Linked DNA regions of Mus musculus: regions 2 and 3 are each linked to region 1. Evidence: chromatin contacts called from public Hi-C data. All regions are on one chromosome and are shown on one strand. The core of a region is the stretch at or near the end of the contact, and the rest is flanking DNA. Distances in the headings are between cores, read along the strand shown.

Region 1 (4,297 bases), core at 1,216-3,715:
CTCTCCTTTTAGTTTCTCCTTCCTGTTCACTTAGAGGTGGGACTGGGGCACATGGCAGGAGCTTAGAACTGTCAGCTTCTAACTCCTGTGGACTTGGCCGATACCTGAGCACACCTGGTGCCTCATCGAGGCCAGGTGTTCCGGGTTCCTGGTTGGCTCTGCTGCCTGGCACCATGGAGGGTGGGGAAGGGCAGAACGGCCAATGTGATGATGTCCTGGTCATTGGGAAATCTCGTGTTGGAGAGGAGGCAAGGGTGGAGGGCACACCTATAGATCGGCTTGTGCTGGAGTTGGGGAGTAGAGAGAGATAGAGAGAAGCCCCTGGGCTCATGGGAAGTCTTGGCCATGGAGCACTGAGTAAGAACTGCTGACTGAAAGGGCAGAAGGAGGCAGTTGGGTCAGGCTCGGAACAGGTGCTGTAGATGAATGAACCAGGCTGAGGTCAAAGGTCTTGTTACGATCCCCCATGTACCTCCTGTACTCCAGTCCTGGCATAAACGATAGGTTATTGCGTGTAATGAACAAAATCCATGTTTTTAGTCCCTGAAATTTCTAGTGAGAGAAGGTGGCAGTCTGGATGGTAGGGTAACATAGTAGGTGGCCCAGATCACAGAGCAGGACAGGAGCCTCTTGCAAGGTCTGAGCAAGGGTGTGTTTTGCTCTGAGTTACATCTTCCAAATATGGCTCTAGCTGCCATACGGGAGACCAGGTCAGAGGCTATTGGAATCGTCTGCAGGAGGGTAGCTGGGAAGAAGCATATTCTAAATTTGCTACGGAGGCAGGCAAGCTTCTCAGAGGCTGGCCTTGGGTGGGATGGAAGAACTCAGGGATGAATCCAGTGTAGTGATTTGGAGTATGGGAGGAAGAGGGTAGAATTACCATTTACTGGGATGGGAAAACTTGTGAACCAGTTGGTCAGTCATGAGTTTGGGTGTGGACATGCCAACTGTCACGTTGCAGATGCTCAGGAGAAGCCGTTGTGAGCGTGGTGTATAGGGGGAGAGGTGGGCTGTGGGTCTCCATTTGGGAATCATCAGCCTAGAGATGGTACTTAGACGCTGAATTGTTTCTTCACAGAGGGAGGGTGGATGCAGAAGAGTAGAGCATGAGAGTACAGGTTTCAGGTCATGATGTTCAGAGGGTGGGGCATCAGGAGGACAGCTGGTATTTATAAACACTAGAACGAGAATATGAGAATCGATATCAGGACATTTACCAAAGCACTATCTGGTAGGGGGTGACAGAACAAGTCCACAGAAAGCTCTCCCAACGGTACAACAGATCCAGGCTGGTGGCCCCATCACCGCCAAGCAAGGGTGATGCTGTGCCCTGCTGTGCTGCTCTCTCAAAAAATGTGAGCGTTGTCTCTAAGCCAATTGTAAATGATGGCCAGGGTCATAGGGTTTTCTAACATGCTGGGCAGTCAGGCAAACAGCTGTAGGAGTGGTTGCAGGGAGACTGGGGGGCTGTAGGTGACAGGCAGGGATAACTCGGGGTGACAGACTCTCTAGCTGCTCCCCAGAAGCCATAGTTATGGGAGAAGCCATAGTTTCCTCAGAAGCACTTGGCACGTTGTCCGGACAGCAAGAGAAGCCAGTGCTGCCATTGATAGCTGTGTGACTTCAGGAAAATTGCTCAATGTCTCCCAAGCTCTATTTCCTCGTCGCTCATGACTAATAATTCCGTCCATGGGGGTATTTGTAAAGATTAAAGAATGTTAAGTACATTAATGCGTGTAGTGAACTGCAAAGCTATATGCAAATACAAGCGTTGGAACTAAGGAGGTCTGTGATTCCTGGCTCCATTTACACAAGAATGGATTGTCACACTTTGCATAAGTGATGGGTTTTCCTTTCTGAAGTTACTTCTTTGAGATCCCTAATCCTTACCATTGGGAGAAAGACTGGGGTTAGGAGAGAGGAGAAGGGTAACACAGGAGGTGAATGACCAAAGCACATTAATACATGTTTGAAAACATCTTAATGACACCCATTATTTTGTACAATGAGTTAGGCTGGTGGGGGGGAGACAAAATCGATATTTTAGAGAAAAAAAAAAGCTTCACAAACTGAAAGTGTCTTCCATTATTTGCTTTAGAGTTAAAGCATGAGCCACCATCCTTGGACTGGGAACACAAGAAAGACATTTCACTTCCCCCATCAATGATTTCTCTCTCCCTCCGGTTCCTTATCTGCCTCCTCCTTATCTCAGAAAAGCCTTTAGCCGGTTGCCAGGAGAGATGGCTGATCTTTCTCTTCTGCCTCCCGCAATGCTGATAAAAAGCAGGAGGGGGCACAAGGGATGGAAACAATTCTGGTCCTGCCAGCCTCAGTCCAAGGAGCATTTTAGGCCAGGGGATGGGGTTCCCCTGCTGGGGGCGGGGAGATCAGTAGGTCTGTGTGTTCCAGTCTCGACAGTCCAAAACCCTCTCTTGACATTGGGAAAGTCAGTGAGTTGGATTCAAGCTTTAGGGACTCTTTGGCTGCAGTCTGGTTACTTCTGCATGCAGCCACTAGATGGCAATGTCTTCCTAACCCTAAAGCAAGGTTTTGCTTTGGAAAAATGCCAAGTTTTAACACAGACAAACCACACACACACACACACACAGACACACAGACACACAGACACACAGACACACACAGACACACACACACACACACACACAGACACACAGACACACAGACACACACACACACACACACACACAGAGACACACACACACACACACACACACACACACACACACACACTTGTTCTCCCCTAAAGTGCAAAATAATATCCATATCAATAGGGAAGCAAAGAACGTTCTTTCTGAAAACTCTGGGTAAGTTAGTGATGCAGACAGACAGGGCACCTGCTGGAAGGAGGCATATTTGTGAGGACTGAGGTCTTCATTGAAGATGTCTTCAGTGGCTGCAGACAGTGTCATCAGGGAGCTATGGGAACTGTTGGGTATTAGGAAGCTGCAGAGGTCATGGAGATGTGCCCTAGATGGAAGGTTTGTGTGAAGAACCCTGCAAAACTCTGGCCCATGCCAAGTGCCGCCTGGCCTTGCAGAAGTTGGCCTTGCAGACACATGCCCAGGGCTGGCTGTTAAGACTGTCCTGGCAGAATCAAGGACCTCCTTTGCAGGCAAGGAATTCAGAGAGAGACAGTGCGATGGGAGCCTTCTCTTGTAGATGGGGAAACTGAGGTCAGAGCAAGGAAGGTCTCTGGAGTCTGTCTTCTTGCTAAGTTTCTTTGCATGTAAACAGCCCAATTGACTTTAAATGGCTTTTCCCAATGTCTCATGCTCTTTGATGAGCTAGCATAGCTTCTTAAGCTTCCTGGCTCCAGCTTGCCAAGCGCCAGTGTCTATGCAAACCCGGGCATGCTGCAGTGGTTGAGGTTCCAATAGCAGATGAATATGTTCAAAGCCATCCAGCAGCCAAGTGATCCGGTAGAGGAGAAAAGTCATTCCAAGTAATCGCTTATTAACTCGCCAAGCAATCTCACATCTCACCGTAGATGCTTTGCAGCTAATAATGATAATAATAAGTACTTATTTAGTGCTTCTTGTAGATCAGTCTCCATTTTAATCAGTTAGTATCATAGAGCCACATTATTCCAACAACACCATGAAATAGATCCTACTGCCATTTTTTTGAGTCAGGAGCTGTCTGTCTATACAGCTCAGGCTGTCCTGGAACACAGGAGAAATGCCCCCCCCCCCCCCCGCCTCAGTTTCCACAGTGCTTGGATTACCGATATCTGCTGACAAATTTGGTTCAGTTATTACTCTGTCTGTGTTACAGGTCCAATAGGGTAAATCAGAGAAGGTAAATAACTCGCCTACGGTTACACAGCTGGAAGGCACAGAGCCAACATCACACCCTGCTTTGCCTAACTCCAGAGCAGATCTTTTAGCATTCCTGCCATGAAGTTGCTTATGACACTTTCTCCCATGTGTAGGCTCTGACAGAGGCACTTGTCAGAGTTTCGGACCAGAGCACCAGTCAGCATCTTATCATTTTCCGATTGTGACATGGTGGCCCAGGGGTGGTGAGCAGGCTCAGGGCTTGGAGACTTGGTGGCTTCCAAGTCACACCTACAGGCTACTCAGAACGTGAACGTGTGGGACGAAAGAGTTGCTTGTAGACAGAGGCCAGCACCAACAGGCAAGACACTGCTGGATCTGTTTGGGGGCAAGCACAGGAGGAGTGGGTATCTCAGGGGACAAAAGGACAATAGCACAAAGAGGTAGTCTGTGTATAAAGGGCCACCCTGTTCTGGGGTCTGAGTGTCACCTTGATACAA
Region 2 (4,297 bases), core at 1,158-3,657, 750 kb after region 1:
TGAAATATAGTTGGATCTCAACAATTGAAAATACTTAGTATCTAGACCATCATAGGGGAACGTTATCTACACCATTTCTATACAGAAGTCAAGGTATCATAAACTCTAGACATACAGTAGCTCCACTCCAGAGCCAATCCTCTGAAAAGTTAATCCCAAAACTATTAAGAAAAATGGTGACGTCAGTAGGTACTCATCCAATGGTCATGAAATATGGATGCAGTCTTAAGGAAAGAACCTAAATCCTACTTCTGACAAGGTTGAGGCCAAGGCTTTTTTTTTTTTTTTTGTATGACTAGAATGTCTAGTTTTTCTCTTTACTGAGAGGTGTAGCACTACCTTGCTCTACCATGAAAAGTGGTGGATTCCTGTGAAGGCCCAGTCTCCTCCACGCTGTCCTGCATACATCCTTAACAAACAAGCATTCTATGCCCACATAGCTGCCAGACCTGTCCTTATTATCTTAAATGAATAATTACAAAAAGAACCCAAAAACAACAACAACAACAACAAAAAACTCAGATGGTTTCACTCCTGATTTATTTAAGTGCACCAAGAGTTATCCCCTGTGTGAGCATCTTCCCATGTATTGTATAGCATTGAAAGGTCCCATCTGGGAAGAAGAGGAGGATAATAAGACTAATGAAGAAAATGATGCATGTACGATGCAAGAAGTTAATGAAACTTGCAAGGCTGAGGATGCTCCAGAAGTTTACAAGCCCCCTCCCCAGTGTTATAAAAGTACTAAAAATTGCTGGGCAGAGAAGACTCTCTGATTGGTAAAGCTACCTATAATTTGTGCAGCACATGGTTGGCTGTTTGAGGAACTTTAATTATTTTATATTTAATTTTAATTTTATTTTTATGATGCAGCTGTCTTTGTCATCCACGCTCCTATAAATAATTCCACATATGCGCTCCTCCTGTAAGTAACCCAAGCACACTCGCTGACCCATCCATGCCCTCTCTGGAGTGGACAGACATTTGTTCACATTTCCCCAAGGAAAGTCACACAACACAGTGACACCCACAGCCTTGCCTTGTTGACTGTGTGACGTCACCTCTTAATCCTAACCATCTGCCTGCCCATTCTGCTCCAGCCACACCAACCTTCCTAATGCCAGGCCTTGAGCTTGCTTCAAGTTCAACCTAAGAAGCTCATGGTCTCCCTTCCTCTGCCAATTAGCCTCAGCTACCACTTATTCAAAAAGCCCTTCTCCATCTATCCATAAAAATGCCTGCCCCCTACGTACCTATTTTGGTAGAGCTGGGGCCTTTATTAGCTTGCACAGTACCTAGCTAGAATAGTACCTGAGATGTTTCTAGGGAGGGAGGAAGGGAGGGAGAGAGGGAGGGAGAGAGGGAGGAAGGGAAGGAGGGAGGGAGAGAGGGAGGGAGGGAGGCAGGGAGGCAGGGAGGGAGGGAGGGAGGGAGGATGGATTATGCTGCTATGAGTCAGAGTCTGGCTTAAAGCTATATCAGGCTTACTTCATTTAACTCTCATGATAAACCTGGGAAATAATATTCATCTTCCCATTGTCTAGGTGTTGAATACTAAGGATAAGAGGGTAGGGCTCTCAAGCTCTGATGGCCAACAGAGGACCTTGCAAGGTTCTGGGTAGGGACAGAAATGTCAAAGTCCTTTGAGGCTCGGCTTTAGCCTCACTAGCTGTGCAGGTTTGGGCACGTTACTTCACCTCTCCGAACCTCAGTCAACCTCTGTCCCATGTGAATAAAACCGTACTTAAGCCCTGTGATTTGTGAGGTTTCAAACAGATAATGCATGGAAGTGGTAACAGAAAAATCCGTGAAAATCAGCGGTTGCTACTGGGTGGCAGTGCAGGGATTTGAATGTGGATCTGTCTAGTTCGTCTTGAATGAGACATTGTTCTCCCTTAGGGACTTTCTGATCTAAGTCTCTCCCACTGCATCAGGAAGCAGAAAGACCTTTCCTCCTCTTCCAGAGTACCACACGCGAAGTGTCTCCCACCGGAAGCACACATTCGTTCTGCACACCTCACTCTTTCTCTCGCCCACATCTGCCCATCTGTTGCAAGGCTAAGGAAGTGCTACGTGCTACCCTGGGTGTGAGAGACAAAAAAAGAAACATCCCTGCACAGCCTCAGCCCCCTGGAGCCTGGCAGCTTTCTAGCCTGCAAGGTGTTAAGTCCCAGCTCCCCTACAAATCTCCTGCTGGGAGCCCCAAGTTAGAAGCAGCTTGAAAGCTGCCAGCCTGCTTCCAGTTGCATCCTTTCCTCCTTGTGGAAGATGGAATCAGACAGCCTGTCTCTGTGGGCCCCCTCCCCCTCCATCCTGGTCTCCTTGGTGAAGCTAGGACTGCTCCAGGGTTTCATGCAGACTCCAGAGGGCTTGGAGACCCCAGCCCCACCCTGGGGTAGGCTGGACCACTTATGCCTGCCCTAGAGCTGTCCTCCAGAGGTAGCCAGAATTGCAAAGCATATGCAGGGCTAGGCTCTTCAGCCTGCTGTTCCCTCTCACTCTGAAGGGGAGGGACTATTTGACTCCAAGAGGAGGACATTTCCAGCCAACCAAGGACAAAGAGGCCACTTTCTGAAAATGTGCTTGGAGAAGGGGCACTGGGCAGAAAAGAAAAGAAGGGACCCTACTCTCCCTTCCCCCCATAGGGGCTCCATCTGCTCCCTTCCCACTTTTGCCTCTCCTCTGGAGTTGGCTGATCTGGGTTCAGAGACAAACTAATGCACCTCTCTGCCCAGGACAGAACAGTGAATAGAGCCGGAGTCCCTGCCAAGGAAGTGCCACTGGCCAACCAGGCAGGTGGTCCTGAGTTAAAAGACCAGAGCAGGCTCAGGGCCCAGAAGACGTGCTTGGGTTTCCCTAATGATGTCTTCCTGTACATAATCATGCTCGAGCGTGTGTGCTTGTGTGTGTGCGTGTGCGTGTACGTGTACATGTGTGTTTGTTTCTGTCTCTCTGTGTCTCTCTGTCTCTGTCTCTCTCTGTCCCTCTGTCTCTCTGTGTGTGTGTGCGTGTCTGTTTCTGTCTCTCTGTGTCTCTCTGTCTCTGTCTCTGTCTCTCTCTGTCCCTCTGTCTGTGTGTGTGTGTGTGTCTGTTTCTGTCTCTCTGTGTCTCTCTGTCTCTGTCTCTCTCTGTCCCTCTGTCTGTGTGTGTGTGTGTGTGTGTGTCCAGACCATCCCCCAAGTCTTCCAAACCCTGGACTCACCCCTATTCTTTTACAGTCTAACATGAACAGAATAGGTAGACAGACCTTGCTTCCATTTACAGAATTAAAACTAAGTCTTCCTTAATTTCCAAACTAGTGACTGACTTTGGAAGATTCTACACAGAAACAAACACCTCCAACGTTCACAAGAGTCTCATCGTCTCCAGTGCTAAGAGATGGTGTGGCAAGAGAGACACACACACTTCTGAGAAGTGGTTTGATTTGGGTTTTCTTTCATCTTCCCTCTTAGGGAACAAAAAGGATTCAAAGAAACTGTTTAGACAGAGACGCATTGGTCCTATCTTCCCCCTTTCAAAGATGACTGCAGAGGCAGGGCTCAGTACATGAAAACAGCTTGAACTAGGAGAGTTCACTATTGTCTGAGCCAGGGTTCCTCATGGACGGAGATGAGAATAGGAGTGCTTGTCATCATGGCTTCTATTGTTTTCTTGTCTGAAGGATTTATCTATTTTGAGACAGAATCTCATGTAGTCCATTCTGCCTATTTTTTAACATTTTGGCTAAGGCTGAGGCCGGCCTTGCACCTCTAACCCTTCTGTTTCTACCTGCTAAGTGAGGGCATTTCACAGATACACCTCAATGCCTATTTTATATGTGTTCCTGGCAATCAAGCCTAGGTCCACTTTTGCTGGGAACTCTACCAATAGAGTTCTAACTCCAGCCCTAGTTTCCAGCATTGTACCTGTTTTCTAAAGATGCTCTGCAAATGGCAATCATTTCATTCTTTCTATGGCATCCTGTGTGGATCAGAGACACTATCTTAGCATAAAATTCCCAGGGAAGCTCAGGTTCTGCCCTATATTCCAGATCCTATAAGAGCCAAATGATGATGACACTGGCTATAACCAGCAGACCCAGCAGGTACACAGGTGGCAGAGACAAGGCCTATTGGTGGCATACTAATTTGCTAGCACACTAGATCAGGGGCAGAAAAAAGCCTGAAACCTCTGTGTGACTCCAGTTATCCCACTGTCACCTTCTGGGTCCTTAGATGGACCCTCAGAGCCATGACCTCAGCTGCCTCTGTTATATGGGAGGAGTTCATTGGAAAAGATGCCATTGGCTCTGCATTCA
Region 3 (4,297 bases), core at 947-3,446, 590 kb after region 1:
TTTTCTTTTGCCAGCAAGTACATTGATTACACAGACTGTGATCCACCTATCCTTTGTATTTACTGATCTCATAGAATGTGAGAGAGAAAGGAAACGTAGTTCACAGCATCCCAAAGCTATAACTTTATGTTTTAAAGCGACAGGCAGTTGATAGTAGGTGACCAGGCTAAGTCTGGGTGATAAGGAGCAGGGGTAGTCAGTAAATGGAGAACACCTGTCTTAGAAGACATTAACGTTCTAATGATTTTACAGCATATTACAGAGCAAACAGTAAGGCTCTGGCTTGCTTCAGCCCCACCAACTGCCACTTCACAGTCCCCAGTGCTAAAGACCTTCCTCATTTGTAGATGAGGACTTTGATACTCTGGGAGTGGGGGTGAGATGTAAGTGGGACCAGGAGGTAGTTAACTGTTTTGTTTGTTTGTTTGTTTGTTTTGCTTTGTTTTTCTTCTACTTTAATTAGAGGCAGAAACTGTCTTCTGATTTACCAGAAGCTCCTAATTGGAGTAGATATGGCGATACTAAAATGACCTTATGGTACAGTGTCAGTGCAACACTGAGCGGTTTGGAGACTGAAGCGTTCAATGACTACAAATAAGATCTGAGTCTGTGGTGAAACAGCTCGTTTTAGATGAGCTCTCCGGACAATGTTCTCAATTAAAAAAAAAAATAAAGCCAGAGAGTAAATAAAAGCTTCAGTGAAAGCAGAGCCGTGTACCACTTATTTACAAAAAAGTATTCACTCAACTAATCTATGCTGTACTGAGGAATCTTTGTAGTTCACCATGTACCTTGGAATAGTGAAAGCAGCATGTTTTAAATATTAATTTGGCATGTCTAGGTGTTTATACAGTACATGTATAGGGACCAGAGGACAACTTAAGAGGTAGTTGTCTTTTTCCATTATGTAGGGCCTCAGGGTTAACGTCTGGTGGCAAGCACCTTTCATCCACTGAACTCTCTCACCTACAATATTTTAATAACAGACTAATTGGGCCCAGAATAAGTAAAAGTCACCACAGCTACAGCCATGCCATGCCAGCTCATGAGTAGCCTTGGATAAACCACAATACTTCCAACCTTGTGTGTTGGATAAGCATAGAAATAACTGTACGGCCAAATTTATAGGACTGTTAACAGTCAAACGGGATCTGGGCGCCAGTGGGCATGTGCAATACATACAGATGGGACAGACTCCCTTTCCTTCCTGCTACAACCTCCTCCCTTTGAAGTCTGTCAGTAATTCCTTCACTGTGTTCTCACTAGAGCTGAAACTCAAGGAGCTTCTGTCAAGTGAGGGTGGTATGGAGTGGGACTGGGGGAGCCGGATGTCTCTGTGTCCTCTGCATGCACGTCACTCACCTTACAGTCACAATCTGACCTCCATCCAAGATGACCCCATTCATTTGGGCTATGAAGATGGCTGCCACAGCCTCGTAAAGGGCTGTGCCATCCATGTTAATGGTTGCTCCGACTGGGAGGACGAATCTGGTCACACGCTTGTCAATCCCTAGATTATCTTCCAAGCAACGGAAGGTAACAGGCAAAGTTCCAGCACTAGGGGCGAGAGAAGAGGAGAGAGAGAGAGAGAGAGAGAGAGAGAGAGAGAGAGAGAGAGAGAGTTAGTTTTAGAGGCAGGACAAAGAACTAACCAGAATGACACAGCAAAAAAAAAATTAGCAGTAACTAGGAACAATTCTAATTTAGCTGCTGATAGGCAACACAATATTTAGTTGGTTCAGGATTCTCAGAGCTACTCAGTGCCTGCCAAGTCCTCTGTCCTTCAGTCCCTGTTTCCATCTTAGGGTAAATCTTGAAGCACTTCTGATTGTGCACATGAATTGGGCTGAGAAAAAATTATGTCAGCTGTCAACAGCAAAACATAATGAGGAACTTTTGAATGACCCATAGTTCCATGCCAGAAATGCTATTCCAACAAAATGACTGCATGGACCGCATCCAGCCCCTGGGACTCATCTTGAGTTGGGCTCACTAACTGGGAGAATGCTGGACAAACATGTTGGACACTCTTTAGCATGAACACAAGCTTTGAACAGTCCACTGGGGAGCCTGACATACAGTCAAACTCCCAGACACATGGCCACCAGCCAACCCCCAAGTCTCTGCCATGACAGGGCAGGAAATCATGTGATCTGTAGCTAAAGGTGGTGTGGAGTGACTTCACTCTCAGGCGTCCCAGGCATCAGATGGTGATCCACCCACATGGCCCGCCCTTAGAGGCTGGAACATTTGACATGTTCCTACATCTAAAATAGGACACCTAAGAGAACAAGGCTTCCTCATGTCCAGACCATTGCATCCTTTTAGACAATAGTGCAGAAGAGATTAGAGTTTAAAGAATGTTTAAATCAAGCAAAGGAACCAAACAGCACTGGTTGCTTTATAGTTTGTCTTGCTTTCATTATTTTTATCCAGTTCAGACAGCATTTGGAGGTATTTTCAAGCCCTGGTCATAGTTACTCCCTCACACTAGTTATACATGGGGTGTCAACAAGACTGGTCACATTCTGAAGGGTCTCAGTTTCTCAGAGTGGGAGAAAAAGATGAGCTTAGAACTGTGCTGATTCCAAGGCCTACTCAGGACCAATAAATCTGGAAGCTAAAAAATAAGAGACACCCAAGTCCACATCTTAAACTGACCAAGGAGTCAACTTACCAGACAGAAAGAACATCTTTTGTGATTACAGTCAGGGCTCTGTAATACCTACTGTTGGTCTTATGGTAGGAGAAGTCAATTGAATAGGTGGTATGTGTGTTGGGTTGGGGGGGGGGTTGTTTACAAAAGCCTTATTAACCCAAGTAAAAAGTGAGGATTTGTTCTCATTTGCATGCAGGAGATACCGTGGTTCTGGCTTGCTGCCTCCGCTGTTTCTATTAGAAACCGGTGTCCTTGTGTTCCCCTCAATTCCTCTCCCCACTTCCTGGGACTGTTTCAGAGGGTTTCCTAGATACCACAACTGATCTAAGATGGTTACCTAGTCAATGTTGGTGGCTGGGATCCTCAAGCATATTGTTCAACGCTTACTCCCTGGATCACTAAAATGTATTAATTTTTCTTGTTGCGTCTACTTTTCCAAAATATCATCAAAGGGTCTTTGGCCACAGAGACTGGAGAAATGATTTGTGAAGCATGGAGACAGTCCCCATTCTTCTACTGAGCGGGTTTTATGGTTATGTCCTCCAAATCCACATAGACTCAACTGGCCCAGACTAGTCCTTGAGCACATTAGGGCTTTCCTGTGCTGACAGGATGACACTCTGGCATTGCTTTTTGGCTCCCATCTGAGAGGCCCAATGATGTTGCTAATAATAATGTCCAATATTGAGATTCTTCCTATGACATGATACACCCCCCAGCATGCTCTGAAGCCAGAAATTTGGAACACACTCCTCTCTGATGCCTGTCTCCATATTCATCAAAGAGCCAGTCAGTCACCCTCAGTGTTGCTATTGTTATGACGGCCCTGTTTGGAACCTTTGTGATGTAAAGTTTAAGTGGATACCGGCTATTTGGCCATCCTTGGGGCTCTTAAGCCTTGACTCTGTTTCTAGTCCCACCTCTGCTCCTTGATTGTCACCATGAGAAGCAAAGATCATGAGCTCCCACTGCTGTGGAAAGACTTGTTCATGTTTTCTCTCTTTCTCTCCACAGGAAGAGTAGAGAGGAAGTTGTCTTGTCTTTTAAAATTACCAGGATAACTGGCTATTCAAAAGAAAAACAATAATAATTTTTGAAATAATTTAAGGACAAATTCATGAAAGCATTATGTTATAATTGTGGATAGAAAAAATATTTGAGCAGAACTGAGTTTCTAAATTTAAAAAAAAAGTATTCACAGCTTTTAATATAATACAAATAAAATACTTTCAGTGCCAAAAGTTAGTATTTATTTCCAAGGCAGATGTCTAGGAGGGAGGTTTCTTATCTGTAGCATGTGATGTAAGAGTTAATAATTCATATGCATAATGTGAGCTTGAAAACCACCCAGGAAAGGATGAGTACCCACAAAGAAAATCGAGCTAGCTCACACATGACTCAAGAGGCAAGGAATGGGGAGGAAAAGGCAGTAAGAAATAAAAAGATGTTTTCCCCCATCTGTAATCAAATACATGCAAATTTGCTGAGTAGTTTTCCCACCAATAAGATTGGAATGCATCAAAGCAACACAGATGTGGAATACCCAGCTCTGGTGAGTGGATGGGGAAGGACACTCAAACACAGTTGGTGGGAAAATTACATTCTGGACTTGCTGAAGTGTTAATCGGCAGTGCACGT

The links. Hi-C and Micro-C count contacts between places; a contact is called where the count stands out from the background.
Region 2: a Hi-C map of cerebral cortex shows a contact between it and region 1, with 4 times the contacts expected there. The contact joins two enhancer-like sites. A contact is called at or near these places in 1 of 39 promoter capture datasets (hippocampal neurons), 25 of 484 Hi-C or Micro-C datasets (brown adipocytes, cardiomyocytes, cerebellar granule neurons and 15 more), 1 of 115 datasets of contacts at active chromatin or transcription factors (astrocytes) and 1 of 9 other capture datasets (embryonic stem cells).
Region 3: a contact with region 1 is called in a Hi-C map of the G1E-ER4 cell line, with 4 times the contacts expected there. The contact joins two enhancer-like sites. A contact is called at or near these places in 11 of 39 promoter capture datasets (the 3T3-L1 cell line, 3T3-L1-derived adipocytes, the HPC-7 cell line and 7 more), 10 of 484 Hi-C or Micro-C datasets (the G1E-ER4 cell line, cortical neurons, embryonic fibroblasts and 6 more) and 2 of 115 datasets of contacts at active chromatin or transcription factors (astrocytes and pancreatic cancer cells).

Annotation. Positions count from the first base shown.
Region 1 is chr2:103,345,714-103,350,010 of GRCm38.p6, reverse strand. The region is part of intron 1 of A930006I01Rik (RIKEN cDNA A930006I01 gene); the gene reads left to right. Among named protein-coding and RNA genes, the nearest start is that of A930006I01Rik, 25 kb to the left of the region's middle. Within about 2 kb of position 2,465, at least 34 of the 459 cell types and tissues checked have an H3K27ac peak or open chromatin away from gene starts, as enhancers often do. A contact at or near this core is called in the G1E-ER4 cell line, cerebral cortex and pancreatic cancer cells, where this site is marked.
Region 2 is chr2:102,597,456-102,601,752 of GRCm38.p6, reverse strand. All of the region lies in intron 3 of Pamr1 (peptidase domain containing associated with muscle regeneration 1), which reads right to left. Among named protein-coding and RNA genes, the nearest start is that of Pamr1, 50 kb to the right of the region's middle. Within about 2 kb of position 2,407, at least 41 of the 459 cell types and tissues checked have an H3K27ac peak or open chromatin away from gene starts, as enhancers often do. A contact at or near this core is called in cerebral cortex, where this site is marked.
Region 3 is chr2:102,758,275-102,762,571 of GRCm38.p6, reverse strand. It overlaps Slc1a2 (solute carrier family 1 (glial high affinity glutamate transporter), member 2), which reads right to left. Exons shown (of 11, transcript NM_001077514.4): 8 at 1,363-1,557. Among named protein-coding and RNA genes, the nearest start is that of Gm13872, 14 kb to the right of the region's middle. Within about 2 kb of position 2,196, at least 50 of the 459 cell types and tissues checked have an H3K27ac peak or open chromatin away from gene starts, as enhancers often do. A contact at or near this core is called in the G1E-ER4 cell line and pancreatic cancer cells, where this site is marked.